Linked DNA regions of Gossypium arboreum: region 2 is linked to region 1. The links are chromatin contacts, called in public Hi-C maps. All regions are on one chromosome and are shown on one strand. The core of a region is the stretch at or near the end of the contact, and the rest is flanking DNA. Distances in the headings are between cores, read along the strand shown. Region 1 holds the start of LOC108482141 (cytokinin dehydrogenase 5-like). Region 2 holds the start of LOC108483437 (transcription initiation factor IIF subunit beta-like).

Region 1 (4,256 bases), core at 600-3,099:
AAAAGATGGCATAATGCCAATACATATACCAGTCATAAGCTAGTCAGCTTTAACATATTTACTATTTTTAGACTTCATTGTAACTTACACCGCTTGCACATTGCAACTTGCAAATCACAACTTGTACAATTAGGTAAGCTGATCTATCAATCTTATCAGCACCAAATGCATTAAATACATTACCTACTTAGTTCTAATTAAACTAAGTTACAAAATATTACTTAAAGTAACAAAATGAAACCGAAATTGAACAGTAACATCAACTTCAGTACCTGCATGTACTTTATCTGGAAATACTACAGCAGCTTGATCTTCATACTTCATCCACATAACTTGGACTGTATGTACTTCATCCGCATAACTTATGTGGCATTGTCTGCTCATTGGTTGCTTCATGTGCTGCATGCAGGCCAACTTCAACAAAAAGTCGAATTATTAAATTCCTTCATTCTTCGATAAGGTTCTTACTTCTGAACAAAGGTCTAGTTGCTCTTCCATCCCCTGAAATATCTATCTCCTCTATCTCATCACCTTAGGGCTTTAGCTGTTCTTGCAATTGATTTGGTGCTTAGACTACCTCTTGAATCCCTTCTAACTCTACTTGGAAGCAAGATGATTGCCCATCAAATGGTTCCCCGAGTATAGATAATACACAGGCTTTTCATCACTTCCGGTGTATGAGCTAACTCCGAGATCCATCACTTCTTCCTTCACATCATTACTTATACTTGGATTCCATTCTTTCCTTTTTCTTCCTTGATGCTTCTTCTTCTTTTATGTTCCAATTTTGGTAGCAGAACCTCAATAGGTTATTTTCATCTAGTTCTTAAAAAAAAAAAAAAAAAAAAACAAAGCGCGTGTGCATATCAATTTCATTGCGCTCAAAAGGTGCCTCAGTAGTAAGGATGAAAATTATATTTGCTTCCAATATCTATTTATGCATTGGTGTCGAGAAGATGGAATGATGTTATGATTGTGTAAAAACTTTCTCATAATAAAAATATGATATGCCACATCGGCATCAATAACATGAAAGCAAAAACGTGACGTTTCCCAACATAGAAACAGTGTGTTAGTAACAAAAAAAAAACAAACAAGTATTTACAAAAATCTTGTGTACAAAACCACAATTATACGATGCTAAACTCACAAACAGCGATAGTGCCAAAGGAAAGAAAGGCGTGGTTCTGCAAAGTTTGATGATCTCATGACTGCAGTAGTAAAATTATCAATATGGATTTTGCAAAATCTGAGTTTATTAATTAAGAGGATCTTCGGTTCGTCATCGCTCGCACTTTCAAAAGCAACTCTGAAAAAAAAAAAAAAAAGAGAATCTTTACTGGTATTTGCCATATTTGTATAAAATGGTGAGGATGGATGGGGAGGCAGTGGGTGTTGGGTCGAGCATAGCGGCAGCACTCACGTGAAACCTTCCGCAGTTGGGTCCCCACGTAGTGATCCTCCCCATCTAAAACCCCAGCCCTTCCTCTCTCTTCCACACGTGTCTTCCCACCCCCTCGCACGTGATTGTCCACGTGTGTTCCCTTTCCGTCCCACTCTCACGCCTCCCTTTTATATTCTATAATAATATGAATTTAATTGAGAAAAAAAATTGTAAAAAATTGTAATTTCATGTATCACATTATTTTTATTTCTTATTTAAATAAAAGAATAATAAATAAAAATTTTCTCTTGATGTTCAGTTTTTTTATCTTGAAAAAATTTAATTTATTATTTTTTTATTAGAAAGGGATAAAAGATGATATAGAATTATAATTTGATAAAAAATTTTCTCTTGATTGAGAAGCTTTATATATACATATCAAGCCTTTTTCCTTGTTTGGCTTGAGAGAGAACCCACCATTTTTGTTTCTAAAAAAGAAATGAGAGGAATCTGTCGGTCTGTGCATGTTAGATGTTTACGTAGTAAATCTTTAAGTGTTAGCTGGGCTTACGTAAACGCTGCCATCAAAGGTTTTGTTCCTTTTCCTCCTCACTTTCCCCCTTATCTTTTAACACCTTGTTTTCTGCACTCTTCTTCTTTATTATATATTTATTCATTTCATTGTTCCAAAGAAACCATTTCTTGCAGCACCGAAAACCAAGCATTGTTTCTTTTCTTCTTTTAATATGGCAACTATGCTTCTTTTAACCTTCCTTATTTCTAGTTTAATTATGGTTACTGTTGGATTGGCCATCGACTTCATGGAGATTCTTCGCCTGGGTATTGATGGTCAACTCAGCGTCGACCCCAGCGACGTCGAAACGGCTTCTCTCGATTTTGGTTTGCTCACCCGAGGTCAACCGCTGGCTGTATTGCATCCAGTTTCGGCTCAGGACATAGCTCGAGTCGTTAAAGCAGCCTACGGGTCAAACCAGGGGATGACGGTGTCAGCTAGAGGACATGGGCATTCCATAAACGGACAGGCTCAGACCACAAACGGTGTAGTGATTCAGATGAGTGGGTGGAAAGGGGGGAATAAGCCACCTCGACCTCATGTTTGGGCTGAAGAGAGATACGTGGACGTTTGGGGTGGGGAGCTTTGGATAGATGTGTTGAAGAGTACCTTAGAGTATGGACTGGCACCCAAATCATGGACGGATTACTTGTACCTCTCTGTTGGTGGGACTCTGTCAAATGCTGGAATCAGTGGCCAAGCTTTCAATCATGGTCCACAAATTAGCAATGTTTACGAGCTTGACGTCGTTACAGGTCAAGTTCTTCCATCTTTTTCAAGCATCATTATATTATTATTGTTGTTGCATTAGAATGAATGGGATTTGGTGAACAGGAAAAGGTGAGGTGTTGACATGCTCAGAAGATGAAAACACAGAGCTGTTTCATGCTGTCCTTGGCGGTTTAGGACAATTTGGCATTATCACCAGAGCTAGAATTTCCCTTGAGCCGGCTCCAAATATGGTACCTACCATTCATTCTGTTTTTCATCCACCAGAGCAGCCTTTAACTTGCGTCTGTCTAACGTGGTGTAGGTGAGATGGATAAGAGTACTGTATTCCAATTTCTCAGCTTTTACCAGCGACCAAGAGCATCTTATATCGCTACATGCAGAGTCAAGTAACCAAAAATTCGACTACGTTGAAGGTTTCGTGATTGTAGCTGAAGGGCTCATCAACAATTGGAGATCATCTTTGTTTTCCCCTCAAAACCCTGTTAAAATCTCCACTCTTTTTCCCACTGGTGGTGTCTTGTATTGCTTGGAAATCGCAAAGAACTACCATGAATCTACTGCTCAAACCATTGACCAGGTATATTATATATCCATTTATTGCTTTGAGTACTATGTAGCCTAATCCTCTCAATCTGCCGTCAATGATGCTGATTAGTGCATTAGCTATTATTAATTACAACAATACTAAGTATCAACTCAACCTTAATTAATTATATTCGATCAAAAACAAAAACCTTAATTATTTATTACTTAATTCATAGCTTGTGAAAGTAGATAAAATTTTAAAAAAAATGTATATATATATAGTACCAATCAGCAAGGATTCTATATGTTTCTTCTCTTACCTAAGAAAGCTGTGTTTAGACAACTAGCTTATATTATATGGAGTTTATTCTAATATATTATATATCGTAAAAGCAGAATGAAATGAAAGTTCTTATATTAAGACTTAGATTATATTTTGCTCTTTTTACTTAAAAATGGGTAAACTAATTCTTGTACATTAGATTGAAGAGTAAATTAATCATTTTTGTTAAAAATTTCATCCACTTGAACTGTTAAAAACTAGTGTGGTTGAATGAATAACTAAACAACGACATGTGATATGCCACATGTATACAATAACCAGCTTTTAATAGAAGAAACAATTTATTTTTTAATTTAATTTAATGTAGAATAATTAATTTATCAAATTTTTTTAATAGAATAACCTCTGTAAAACTCTTACTCATAGTAAACCCCCAACCAGGCTAACATTTTAGTTGAAAAAACTTAAAAAGCAAACATAAAGAACAAAAGTTGTTAATATTTAGCTAGTGGCTTCATATAATTCATTTATATACTATCAGCAAAAACGGTTTTCTAATTGCAACTTAGAACCTTGGACAACATCATTGTTTTGCATTATTGTCAAAATCTTTTTTAAATATTACTTCAACCGTGGTCCAAAAGAATTTTATAAATCTCAAATAAATAAAATTGATGTGAATTAGTAATCTATTTTAATGATGATGTATTGTTTGTACGACATCAAAAGTTACTATTAATTAATTAAATTTAATAAAT
Region 2 (4,266 bases), core at 602-3,101, 250 kb before region 1:
TATTCATCTCTCCAAAAATCAACAACCTTACCATTTCCAACATTCCAAATTACACCATCCCTGACAGTTTCCCAGACTTTACTCATTCCTTTCCATAACCGCGATACATAATTTGTGTGCAAAGTTTGTGGTACCTTTTCAACACATTTATACTTGGTACGAAGAACTTGGATCCAACGCTGATTCGATTGTTGAATAAGGTTGAAACCTATCTTCATCAAGAAAGCATCATTTTGCTTGCTCAAAATTTTAAATCCCAGTCCACCACTTTTAATTGGTTTGCACACTTCTTCCCATTTAATTAGACTAATCTTCCGTTTTTCATCCGTGCTCCCCCACACAAAGTTGAGGATTATTTTCTCCATTTCCAAGCAAAGACCTTTTGGAACAACGATTGATTTCATCACATAAATAGGTATGACTGACACTACCGCTTTAGCAAGTGTAATTCGTCCAGCCAAAGACAAAGCACTCGTCTTCCAGCCGACTAACTTTTGTTTCATATTGTTGATAAAATACTGAAAAGTAGCCTTCGTGACTCGTCAATGAAAAATGGGGACGCCCAAATACTTCCCAAGATCTTCAGCAGAATTATAGTCCAATCCTCCACTTATCAGATCCTTCATTTGATTAGAAACATTCTTCGTGAAATACATAGTAGTTTTCTCATTGCTCACTCCGTTGCCAGAGAAATTGCAAAACGCTTCCATCACCTGATGCACCACCATCATTCGAATTGGCAAAGATTCATTAAGCACCATTTTATCGTCATCATTTTCTCTGTGATCTCGAATCTTAACTTCTTTGTTGCTCTTTCCAGATTCAAAGACAGGGGGGATCCCAAACGCTCAAGGCTCATTTTCTTTTTTGATAGTTGAATTCAATTCACTAATTTTTTTTTTAAAGTAGCATTTATGCTAATTTTTTAATACGATGTATTTAATAATCTTGAAAACTTTTGCCCAAAAAAATTTTCAAAAACTAAAATAAAGAGAATAGATTATAGCAAACTGTGATTTCAAATTATTTTTATCTCTTTCAAAATAAAAGAATGATAAATTTAATCTTTTTTTAATTTTCAACATTTTCTTCTTAAAAATTTAAAAGGATAAAGATGATAATCATACAATACTTTTTCTAAAACAAATACGATATAAGTAAAACACATGTTAATTTTTAATTAGTTTATAAAATTAAAATATTTTCATGTCGGGATGAATTGAGAAAAATTCGAATATGATAGGTTGTAATATGATCTAATGCCTCACCCATCCTTGAAATATTTATAAAAATATCCTTAATATATAAATATAATATATATCTCCGTACATATAAAATTATAATTTATTATTGTTAAACTTAAGTAGAATATTCTTAGCTTTAAGTTCTATGACGATTTCAAAACCATGTGGATGAGAAATTTCATTAGTTCCCATTTTTTCTATAGACAAATTATAAGTCGTAACTCTAGTACATTTTTATACTTTTTAAATCTAAATTTATTTGATAAAAATTTCTATTTTTGATGATTAGAAAATGTAATGTGTTTATTAATTTTTATCTAGGACCATATAAATTAAACATCTCAATTAAGTTTTAAGTTTAAACTTAAAAATTAATCTTATTTATTCTAAAATAAAAATAAAACATTTTTTTATTTATTTCAAAAATAAAACAATTAAATTTAATTTAATTCGGATGTTTCTTATTAAATTTCTAAGTTTGGGAGGATTAGTTAAACTTAAAAAGGAGTTTTTCCTCATCCCAATTCTCAGATTTTATTTAAAATTTTATTACTTAAATCTGATGTTGAATAAAAAAATTGAAAAATAGTGGACTCGATTCAATCTGAGCTGTCCTGCCCATGAGATCCGGACAGGCTTCAACCTCAGCTAAATTTTCTCTCTATTTTTGATACCATTAGGCCCATTACTAGCTTTACGACAAATCCGGTTCCCTAAATTCGTTCCGTGCGGTTCGTCAGGGTCCAATTCATTCCTCAACTCGTAAATTTAATACTGTGAATGAACAAAAACAATTGCTGTCAGTCTTCTGGCAGCGAAAAGTAGAAGAAACTGACCAAGGAAATTTCCAGGCTCTGCCAAAACTGCCTTGCAGGTAAACGTGAAATAAGAGGAATTTTGATCAGTTCGCAGAGGAAGAGCTTGAAGATGGACGAAGATCACAGTAATAGCGGCTTTTTGGAGACTGGAAAAGCTGATAGATCGGTTTGGTTAATGAAGTGTCCGGTCGTTGTGGCCAAACCATGGAAGAGTCAGACCTCTTCTTCTTCCGATTCACAGCCTGTCGCCAAGGTTGTCCTCTCTCTCGACCCTCGCAAACCCGATGACCCTTCTTCTATGCAGGTACTCTAACCCTAAACACTTGAAGATGATAGTTTTTTAACCCTGAATTCGCAACTTGGAACTCTTAATTACAAGTTTTAGATAATACCCCTTTTTTATTAATGGTGAATTGGATCTTTAATTGTGGTAAAAGAGGTTTCTTGGTTATTGATTCTATAATCTACCAAGTAAAAGATTTGAATGACATTCTTGTTATACGTTTTAAGTTGTATTATTAGTTCTGTTGTTTTCTTATTTCTCACGAGTTTATCAGTTGATGATCAGTTTACTATGGAGATGGCTGGATCTGAGATTGGAAATATGCCAAAGAGTTACGCCTTGAATATGTTTAAAGACTTTGTTCCTATGTCCGTTTTCTCTGAAACAACTCAGGGTAAGAATTATGGTTCCTTTTTTCTTTTGCTTCTCAAGTATTCATTTGTGTGTTATCTAATTCAATCCCTTTTTGTTGTCACTTTGTACGGTAACTTGAAGTAACAATTTACCTCAAAATGTGGTTTTCTTATAAAAACTACACTGGGAGTGTTTCTTACTTTCATGATTTAGTGAATATTTTCTTAGATACATGGTGCACTTGTTGCTGTATAGCATTGAGGGTTTAATCAGAATAATGTGCATATTAGGAATTGGTATGCTGTCCACAAGTTAATTGTGAGTGTTCTTTTTATTCGTAAAAAGATTATGAGGGGAGACTATGTATACCTTTAAATGCATATTTAGTATTTTTTTGGAGTTCTTTAGTGAGCATATTGAATGTGTGTTGTGAAGAGCATTTGATTGGTTTAAGGTGGAGCCTGTTCAAGGACTGCAACTCTTTCTAAATGGATGGTGCCAATTAGTCTATTTTTTATGGATGCTTAGTAGCTGTTATGTAGGACTCTTAGGAGAAATTTTTAGGTAGGGCTCTTGGAATAAAAGAAGTTGTTTTAAGACTCTTAAAATAAAATTTGTGTTTGGTAGGACTTTATTTAGCTTGATATGCTTTTTTAAATTATTGTAATCTCCATTTCAAGGGACGATCAATAAAACAAAAGCAAGCAAAATTTTTATCAAAACCCCTAAAGAGATATGGGTCTCTCCTATGAGTCTTAAGGTTTCAGTCTCTCTTTGATGAGCTGAACTATTAATTTGAAATTCACCGAAGTAACAATTTGGTATCAGAGTCAATGATTCTCAACAATGGCAAAAAAGTAGGGGGCAGAGTGGTGAGAAGAAATATGCAAGGAGCTTGATTATATGTGAACAAGAAAGCCTTTTCTTATCTCTCTTCCGTATCCTCTGCATCAAACCCTCCTACACCATCTCAACAAAAGCCATGGCGGTCACAGCCAACTTCAGTCCCCGGTCTTATTCATTAATAGCTTCTAAATTCATATCCTACAACCCATCCTTTTCATTAAACCTGATCCAGAAAACCTTCAATCTAGACAAGTTTAATGGGTCTAAAGTTGATGTTTTACCTAGTAAAATGGATATTGGAGATGATAGAGACTCAATTGCTAGTCCTATTGTTACAAATGTGTAGTTTTTTTATTACTATGGACATGCTTGGGTTTTTGGAATTTGCAGATGTAAAAAGCTTAGCTTAGTTATTTTTTTAAAATTGTTATTGCTGGTGAGAAATTTGAAATGGCGCTGACAAACGAGAAGTATAATGGGTCTAAAGTTGATGGTTTACCTAGTAAAATGGATATTGGAGATGATAGGGACTCAATTGTTAGTCCTTCTATTGTTACAAATGTGCAGTTTTTTATTAGTATGGACATGTTTGGGCTTTTAGGAGTTGCTGACAGGAAAAGCTTAGTTGTTATTTGGTAAAAACACCTCTCTAGTCCCACTCAATTTCGATATTGAGCAAATTGGTCCCTCTTAAAAAAATTTAATCCCTTTCAATTTTAAA

What was found. A called contact is a pair of places that touch in the nucleus more often than the background predicts.
Region 2: a Hi-C map of leaf shows a contact between it and region 1, with 4 times the contacts expected there. The contact joins the promoter of LOC108483437 here to the promoter of LOC108482141 in region 1. A contact is called at or near these places in 2 of 5 Hi-C or Micro-C datasets (both in leaf).

The regions. Positions count from the first base shown.
Region 1 is chr1:99,063,979-99,068,234 of ASM2569848v2, reverse strand. LOC108482141 (cytokinin dehydrogenase 5-like) reads left to right here and starts at 1,849. Exons shown (of 5, transcript XM_017785250.2): 1 at 1,849-2,713; 2 at 2,793-2,920; 3 at 2,992-3,267. The coding sequence starts at 2,131.
Region 2 is chr1:99,309,206-99,313,471 of ASM2569848v2, reverse strand. It overlaps LOC108483437 (transcription initiation factor IIF subunit beta-like), which reads left to right and starts at 1,851. Exons shown (of 6, transcript XM_017786831.2): 1 at 1,851-2,366; 2 at 2,631-2,739. The coding sequence starts at 2,172.